Regions from separate parts of the Sus scrofa genome. Here region 1 is linked to region 2. A link is a contact called in public HiChIP or PLAC-seq data. All regions are on one chromosome and are shown on one strand. Each heading gives the region's core, a stretch centred on a gene start, on an enhancer-like site or on the middle of the called end of the contact. The rest is flanking DNA. Distances are from core to core; before and after follow the strand shown. Region 1 holds the start of ABCC3 (canalicular multispecific organic anion transporter 2). Region 2 holds the start of SPATA20 (spermatogenesis associated 20).

What was found. HiChIP or PLAC-seq counts read pairs in DNA pulled down with a chosen protein or histone mark.
Region 1: a contact with region 2 is called in an H3K27ac HiChIP or PLAC-seq map of alveolar macrophages. The contact joins the promoter of ABCC3 here to the promoter of SPATA20 in region 2. A contact is called at or near these places in 2 of 5 promoter capture datasets (fetal liver and fetal skeletal muscle) and 1 of 2 datasets of contacts at active chromatin or transcription factors (alveolar macrophages).

The regions. Positions count from the first base shown.
Region 1 is chr12:26,917,439-26,922,202 of Sscrofa11.1, reverse strand. It overlaps ABCC3 (canalicular multispecific organic anion transporter 2), which reads right to left and starts at 1,439. Exons shown (of 33, transcript XM_003131575.6): 1 at 1,283-1,439. The coding sequence starts at 1,327.
Region 2 is chr12:26,826,685-26,830,880 of Sscrofa11.1, reverse strand. It overlaps SPATA20 (spermatogenesis associated 20), which reads right to left and starts at 1,395. Exons shown (of 16, transcript NM_001159313.1): 1 at 1,275-1,395; 2 at 964-1,143; 3 at 775-839; 4 at 420-574; 5 at 199-342; 6 at 1-96. The coding sequence starts at 1,351.

The DNA.
Region 1 (4,764 bases), core at 190-2,689, 91 kb before region 2:
AAAAGGTTAATTTTACTCTAACCATTTAGTTAAATGGTATTCTATTGCCCGAAATGTCAGACATCCATTTAAGCCCTTCAGTCCAGCCCAAACACAACCTGAGAGCGGGGTGTCTGACTATACGCTCACACTTACATACACACATGCACACACACATCTACACAAGCACTCACTCATGAATAACACTCAGTGGGTGTGCGCGCGGGTGCGCGCACGCGCGCGCGCACACACACACACACACACACACACACACTCACACACGCATGCATGCGACCTCCCCCTCCCCAAGCACATACATACAAATACCTGAAATGGAGAAATGATTTAGGCATTGGGATTCAGAGGCCCTGGATTTGAGAGCAGCCTATGCTGGGCAGCTCCCATAGGACCACTGACAAGCCCCTTGAGTCTGAGCGCATCCGTGAAACAGAGACACACCACTACTTGCCTCCCAGAGCTGCAATGATGATCAAGGGAGCTGCCTGTGAACAGGTTTTGAAAGCTGTAAGGAAGCTCTTGGGCTTTCTACACGGAGAGCACCTGAACTATGCTGAGGGTCTGGAGTCAGCAGCCTGAAAAGCAGCCTGATGTCTTAGAAAAGGGTCCGGCATATGAGCAGAAGGCCCACTTTGGTATCCCAGCCCTGTTTTCCTCTAACTGGCTTTGAGCAAGTCTCCTCCTCTCTCTGGGCCTTTCTCCATCTATAAAAGGGGAGGGTTGGACCAGGAAATCCTGATATCTTGCACCTGTAAGGGCCTGCCTCCAGAGTGAGGTCTGCCTCTCCCTCCTGACGCTGGGGCGGTGAGGATCAGCCAGTCTCTGGTGGCTCTGCCCGGAGCAGGAACCCTTTCCAAGAAGGCAGGAACCCTTGAAGAAGGGGGAAGCCCAGTAGACCCCGCCTCCCAAAGCACCTGGTTGAACAGGTGTGGGGATGGGCATCCAAGCCCTCGTCCAAGGGGCCAGTGCTGAAGGATCAACAGGATCTAGTAACCGGGAAATGCCCCTTCTGCAGCCTGCAGTCAGTCCCAGAGAGGGATGTGAGTGAGGTGGCAAGTGTGGGCACCTTCTGATTCCGAGCTGCCACCCACCGTGCCAGCAGGAAGCCTAGCACCTGGCTTTCCCAGGCTCGCCCATGTGGCTGGGGAAACCCGAAGCAGATTTCCCCGACCACGAGGGAACCGGCACTGGGCGACGCCGCGAGACCCGTTCCCGGCATCGCATCGCCACTCCCCGGGCTAAGGGCTCGCTGGTGCTCCCTCGTGGTCCCGGGACACCTCCTTACCCAGAACTTGGAGCTGAACTCCCCGGAGCCGCAAAGAGCGTCCATGGGGCCGGGGTTCGGCGACGAGGACGGCGAGAATGAAAACGGTGGCCTTCCAACCCGGGACAGACCCAGCAGCTGCCCAGAGCCGCCTCCGCCCGGCGCTCCGCCCCCGGGCCCGCCCTTCCCAGCCCCACCTCCAGGCTCTTTGGGTCGAATTGCGGTAGCACCTCCCTGAAACTGCAGCTCGGTGGGGGCCCTGGACACAAGGACCACCCCTTCCGGGGACCGCTGGGCCTCGCGGGAGAGGTACCCCTCCAGATACGGAGGCAGATCCAGTGGGAGCAGGGTCTGCCCAAGGGGCACACGCGGCTCTCCCAGGGAAGACGTTTGCGGTGGGGAGGGAGGGCCCCCCTCCCAGGAGTCAAGGGACATGCAGAGGGACAGCGCGAGACTCCTTCCTTCCGTGAATAAATGCTTGATAAGCTTACATTCATCTCTGGAGGTCAGTCTCCTCATCTGTGAAATGGGAAGAACTTGTGTGCCCTGACAACCCAGAGGCTATCTCTTCCCCACAGGTTGTCCAGGAAATGACAGACACCAACACACAATGTGTGTGTGTGTGTGTGTGTGTGTGTGTGTGTGTCTGTGTGTGTGTGTGTGTGTGCGCCCGCTTGCCAAAGGAGAGAGGGGTGGGAGGGGATCCCAGCACCATCCAAACAGTGGCTTCCCATGATCCTCTTAAATTGCCGCCTGGCCACATTTCCGTCCCTCCCTGATCTTGAGCCTGCTGCTTCAGCAGCCTCGGTGCTTCCACTTTCACTTCTGCAAAACAAGGATAATCACAGTACCTATATCACAGGGTTACTCTGAGGATGAAACGGGAAAGCTATGCTAAGCGTCAGCATATCTCTGGCACACTTGGTAGGCACCCAACCCAACACGTAGTAGCTTCCTCTGCTTCTGCCTGGTTAGGGTGGCAGAGGGGCAGGTGAGGCCCCAAGAAAAGCCCCACATCAACACACTCCTCCTAAGCCTGAGTCTCCACATTTCCAATCTGTGAAATGGGTTTGGGGTCAATGGCCTCCTTCCCCTGCTTTGGCCCCGGCTTGGCCATGCTGGGATCCCTCCCTCCCTCCATCTCTCACTCTTCCTGTCATCCTCTCTTCCCTAATGGGATCCCAGAAGCCAGTTCACTACCCCTCTTGGGGTTGAGAAGGAATCTTCCATTCCCCCAGCAGCTCTTCCTCCAGCCCATCTCTCCCCTGCCCTTGCCGTCCAACTTTGTCCCTGTCTGTAGGGTCTGCCCAGGTGATCCTTTCCGGGGCACCGATCCCCAAGAGAAGGTGTTTTTTCCTTGGTGGCTCAGCAGCAGGTGTAGGTGGCTGCCAGCAAGATAGCACAGCAGGAGTTGCCATCGTGGCACAGCAGAAATGAATCTGACTAGGAACCATGAGGTTGCGGGTTCGATCCCTGGCCTCGCTTAGTAGGTTGAGGATCTGGCGTTGCCGCAAGCTGTGGTGTAGGTCACAGACACAGCTTGGATCTGGTTGCTGTGGCTGTGGCATAGGCTGGAAGCTGTAGCTTCGATTTGACCCCTAGCCTGGGAACCTCCATATGCTGCAGGTGATGCCCTAAAAAAGAAAAAAAAAAAAAAAAGCACAGCAGCAGCAGCCACCTCTGGGCAGGCAGGAAATCTCTTCTGCCAAGGGCTATCAGAATACAGATCTGAGCCATCATGAGGTCTGGGATGGGAGCCAGGGGGTCAAGGCTCCTCCTCCCCAGGAAGTAGGACTGGGGGCCTTTCCCCCATCCCTGGGCAAGTGCTCTCAGCCCTTTGTCTGCCCCCCTTCCCTCCCCGGCCCCACCTCCCAGCCCCCCTCCGTCTCTGAGGCAGGCTTTACAGAGCTTTCACAGCCTTGTCACAGTGTGCATTGGGTTATATTTAGTTGTGAAGGTTCTGTCTTCCCTGCCAGTCTGAAGGGTCCCCCAGGGCAGGGATCGACTGAGTCCCTTCCAATCCCCCTCCACGCCTCCAGCAGAGCCTTTCCTATACTGTGCGACACACCCCTGGATGTGTCTGGGACTGTTTCTTGAGCATTTTGGCACGGCACCATCTAAGCTCTCTTCCTGTTCTGATGATCTAGGCTTCTATGGTGAGCCGCTGGGACTCCTCCGCCCAGCTTTTCTCTAAGTTTGGGGCCAGGACTCTTGGGTTCTGTCTTCAGCCCTGGGGCTGCAGCACCATCCCCTTTGGCCCCAGCCTTGTTCAGCATTGGGCCTGCAGCACTGGGTGGGAGCCTCTGAGTTGGAGATCATGGTGGGACCCCTGGCAATCTTTACCTCCTCCACTGTCCCCGGAAGCATGCACTGGGAGCACTCTTCCTGGCCCCTCATGGAATGTGGCCCCTTTCCCACCGCCCTTGAATAAGAACTACAGTATTCCTAGGATATTAGGGTTTTGATTGTTCTCGCAAGACCAAGGAAAATGAAGCCCCAGGGCGACTTCTGGCAGAGGCAGGATGTGCTCCATGTCTTCTGAATACTGGGCTACTTCCATGCATCCTCTGCGGGGTGGGGGTGGGGGAGCATTTCCTGCATCCTTAGTTGTTGCACTCATGCCCCACCCCCACCATCAAGATTGCTTGTCGTGCCCTTCCCCCTGTGACTCATCTCCCTTTCTGCACCTGGCTAACTCTAGTCCTCCTTAAAGATTTCACTCAAGCAGCTCCCCCCACAAGCAAGACTTCACCGAACCCCTCCCATCCCAATCCTGGGCTAAGGACCCTTCTTTTCGCAGCCCGCTCTCCTTGTACTGTATCATTCGTTGTCCTGCATAACATCCCCCCAAAATGTGCACATCTTAAGGACAGGGACCATCTTGGCTGCACCCACAACATGTGGACTTTCCTGGGTCAGGGACTGAATCTGAGCCGCAGCTGCAGCAACACTGGATCCTTTAACCCACTGCCGGGGATCCCAGGCTGGGGATCGAACCCATGACGCTGCCAGCAACCCAAGCTGCCGAAGTTGGATTCGTAACCCACTGCACTGCAGCAGAACTCAGGACCATCTTAAGGGTAGTCTTGTTTATCCCTGTACCCTCAGCACCCAAGACAGTGCCTGGCAAAGTTGGTTTTCAGAAATTTTGTTTGTTTGTTTGTTTGTTTTTTGTTTTTCAGGGCTGCATCCATGGCATATGGAGTTTCCCAGGCTAGGGGGTTGAATCAGAGTTACAGCTGCCAGCCTACATTACAGCCACAGCAATATCAGATCCGAGCTGTGTCTGCAAACTACACCACAGCTCCCGGCAACGCCAGATCTTTAGTCCACTGAGCAAGGCCAGGGATTGAAACCGAAACCTCATGGTTCCTAGTCAGATTTGTTTCTGCTGCGCCACAATGGGAACTCCTGGTCTTTAGGAAATGTTTGTTGACTGACTAAACCAGCATCCGGTGTCCTTAGAAGAGGTCATATGTAGCAAGGCCACTGTAGCATTAGGT
Region 2 (4,196 bases), core at 146-2,645:
CAGCTGGCGGTCACCCATGCTGATCTCCGACCGGGCCAGCAGAGCTGTGGTGACACGCTGGCTGTTTTCCAGCAGGGTTTTCTTGTTCTGTTTCCACTGCGGGAGGGTGGAGGGCACACCTGGAGGTCAGCACCGGGTGGGGACCCCTGGCTCCCTCCCCCCCGATCATCACCCCCACCCCCACTCCGCTGTGCCCACCTGCTCCCGAATCCTCAACAACACGGTGCGGAAGCCGACTCGGGTCAAGCCATCCTCAGGGGGGAAATAGGTGCCCCCCACAAAGGGCTGTAGGTTGGGAGTCAACCACACACTCATGGGCCAGCCCCCACCACTGCTGGTGGCCTGGCAGAGAGAGGGCAAGAGTGAGGGGGGCGGCACCGTGGGCCCGGGCCACCCCCCTCCAGGGGAAGACCACGCACCTGCACGAAGGTCATGTACACCTTGTCCACATCTGGCCGCTCCTCCCGGTCCACCTTCACGCTGACAAAGTCCTCACTGAGCAGGCGGCCAATCTCCTCATTCTGGAAGGACTCCTCCTCCATCATGTGGCACCAGTGGCAGGTGGAGTATCCCACTGGAATGGGGCCATGGGGGCGGGGGAGGGGGGGCCAGTGATGGGCACAGGAGGGCCAGCCAAGCGCCCCCCCCCTCGCTGGGCTGAAGACACCCTGACCTCTAGTTTCCTGGGAGGCCCCCAGGCCCAGAAGACCCTTCCCCTACCCCCCATCCATCACTACTTCCCACCGCCCATCGCAGGGAAGGGGGGTACAGTACCTGAAAGGAAAATTGGCTTGTTTTCTTTCCTGGCCTTGTCAAAGGCTTCCTGTCCCCAGGGGTACCTGGGCCCGACAGGGTGGGGCATCACTCACTAGCCTGGGCCGAGGGGGGGGGGAGGGAGGGGCGGGCGGGATAGGAGGGGCTGAGGGTCCAGCTGCCCCGGGAGGCCTCAGGAGAGGGACTCACCAGTCCACAGGGTTGTAGGCATGCTGCAGGAGATACGGTGACTTCTCATTGATCAGGCGGTTGGGGGTCTTCTGGGGCGCGGACTGGGAGCAGTTGGTCCTGCTCCCTTTCCCTCCGGCAGGCATGGGCACTGAACTGCTGACTGTCACGCTGCGGTCCTTGTCCCGGGGGGAGCTACCCCTGGCACGAGCAGGTGGGTCAGGCTCAGAGGTTCCCCCCAACCTCCCCCTACACCTACCCCAGAGCCCCGTCCCACCCCACCTTGCCCTCTGGCATCCCTCCTGGAAGCTCCAGCTCCCAGCCCAACCCACCTTTCTGAACCACGGGGGAGACCGTGGCCTTTGTGCTCCCCCTTGTGTTTTGGGGGGGGTGAAGAAAGGTGGCTCATTGGGGGCTCCCTGCCAGGTTCGTCTCCCCCAAACTCTCAGACCTGGTGGTGGGAAGGGTGATGGCTGTGAGGTCAGGGCGGGTCACAATGGGCAGAACGGTCCTTCTGGCTCCATTCTCTCCCCCTAAGTGGGCCCCGCCCCAGGTGGCCGTGCTGGACGGGTCTCTCTGGAATGCCCGGGTGTGTGTGTCTGGGCAGGAAGGCTGCCCACTGCTGGGTCTGGGACTGCACCGGGTGAGGGGCAAGCAGAAGAAAATTGACACCCAGGACTTCCTCACTCAACATCCACCAACAGGGCACTTCCAGGGGGCCAGGTCCTGTGCCAGACCCTCACGACCCCCAAAGACTCAGAAATTGATTTCAAGGGGCTCAGCCTGGGCAGGTGGCACTGTGGGGCAGACCGAAATAATGACAGAGCCCCGCAGCAATGAGGACTGTGACAGGCCAGCCCAGCAGGGTGTTGTTGGACAAAGACCCTTGACCCAGCATCAGGGTTCAAGGAAGGCTTCCTGGAGGTGGTGTCAGAACAGAGTCCCCGCAGCTGGCGGGGAGGACAGGAGGGCGTTAATGCCCTGGGCCAGGTGGCAGGACAGGGCTTGAGGGTGGGGAGAATGCAGGCATGAAGGGGTTGGCCGGGCAGGCGCTGGGGACCAAAGTGGGACGACTGGCCCAAGGGCACCCCTCGCCCGCCCGTACCTGAGGCTCGCGACGAGGCCCGGCCCGGCGCGGGGCAGCAGGAGGCCGCGGCACCGCCAGGCCCGCGCGCCCAGCATGGCTGCTGACGGCCGTGGGCTGGGACGCCGCGGACAGGAAAGGCGAGCGGGACGGAGGCTGCGAGGGGCGGGCCCGGGCACGGACTCAGCCGCTGCGCGTCTTCGCCAAAACAGCGGGCCGCGTGGCTGGTCTCCGAGCGCCGCTCGGTGGCCGGTCGCGGGACTGCAGGCCGGATAGCCCGGGTTTGGGAGGAGGTCTGTGCCCAGAACGGGGGCGCCCTGGGCTGGACCTCAAACAGCAGCCTGCGCTGGGATAACCCTCCTGAGGAGAACTGGAGGGCTGTGAGGATGCCAGGGCTGTGGAACACCAGAGCCTCTGGTCATTTTGTCTAACCTTGCCTGTTTTTTTGTTTTTTGTTTTTTGTTTGTTTTGTCTTTTTGCCATTTCTTGGGCTGCTCCCACGGCATATGGAGGTTCCCAGGCTAGGGGTCTAATCGGAGCCGTAGCTGCCAGCCTACGCCACAGCCACAACAACACGGGATCCGAGCCATGTCTGCACCCTACACCACAGCTCACAGCAACGCCGCATCCTTAACCCACTGAACAAGGCCAGGGATGGAACCCACAATCTCATGGTTCCTAGTTGGATTCATTAACCACTGAGCCACAACGGGAACTCCAAACTACAAGTTCACTTTTTTTTTTCCCTTGCCTGTTTTATAAATGAGAAATGAAGCAAGAGGCAAAGCTGTGGCTTGTCCAGGTGCTCCAGGCCAGTCAGCTTCCCCCTTGTTCTGCCTCTCCACCTCAACGTCCTGCTCAAATCCCACCTCCTCCAGGAAGCCTTCCCTGAATCATAATGACGAGCCAACTTTACGTCCTATTAGATACTTGGCATAACTCACGTGTTGCATTCAGTCAATATTGACCAAGGACCCACCACCTACCGGGCCCTCTGTAAGGTACAGTGGTCAACAGAGAAAGCCAGGCCCCTGCCCTTGTGTTCCTCAGAGTCAGATGAGGGAGGAAGAAGCGAATCCAACAGTCATACTCATGAATGCACAACCACCTACTTCGAGAAGTGCCATGACTCGGTGTCACAAGGAACCTGGTCTGGTGGGAGAGACAGGGGAAGAAGGCCTCCCTGAGGAAGTCACATTTGTGTGGCAGCCTTTGAAGAACCAAAGGATGGAATCTGGGGAGGGCATGGGGGAAATGCTGGGGAAGCAGGAGGAACAGACATGCAAAGGCCCGGTGGCAGCACAGTGAGTCAGGGCTGAGGAACAGCAGAAGCCAGCCTGGCAGCAGGACAGAGAGCGTAGAGAAGAGAGTAGCAGATGAGGTTGGGGTGTTGAGGAGGAGGGCAGGGGCCAGGTCTTGACTGTGAGCAGGAGTTTGGTTACTGATTAAGAGCAGGAAGCTGTGGAAAAGGGCTATAGGCAGGGGAGTGACCCTGCATTTTGAAAAGGTCCCTCCGGCTTGCCGGTGAGAAACAGACTGGAGAGAGGCAAGAGTGGAAGCAGAAGGGTTTGGAGGCCAGGGGAGAGCTGTGGGGGGCTCTGCACCAGGCAGAGGTGGAGATGGAGAGACGGGGTGAACCTGTAGAGGAGGAAACATCATCAGGACTGGTTGTAAGGAAGGGGGTTTCAAGAGTGATTTGCAGGAGTTCTCGTCGTGGCTCAGTGGTTAACAAATTTGACTAGGAACCATGAGGTTGCAGGTTCCATCCCTGGCCTTGCTCAGTGGGTTAAGGATCCGGCGTTGCTGTGAGCTGTGGTGTAGGTCGCAGACGCGGTTCGGATCCTGCGTTGCAGTGGCCCTGGCGTAGGACAGGGACTACAGCTCTGTTTCAACCCTAGCCTGGGAAGCTCCCTATGCTGCAGATGCAGCCGTAAAAAGACAAAAAGAAAAAAAAAAAAAAGAGTGATTTGCAGAATGGGGCTAGTGCTGGATGGGGGGGTGGGCATTTGCCGAGGAGGGGGTGTGGGGAGAGGCTCAGGTAGGGGGTTCCTGAGGTCCTTTTTGGACATGGTGGTTTGAGATGTCCTTGAGATGTACACATGGAGAAGACAAGGCTCTGGAATGCAGAGGAAGGGTGGTGGGGGAGGGGAGGGCTATTCAGCGCAGAGAC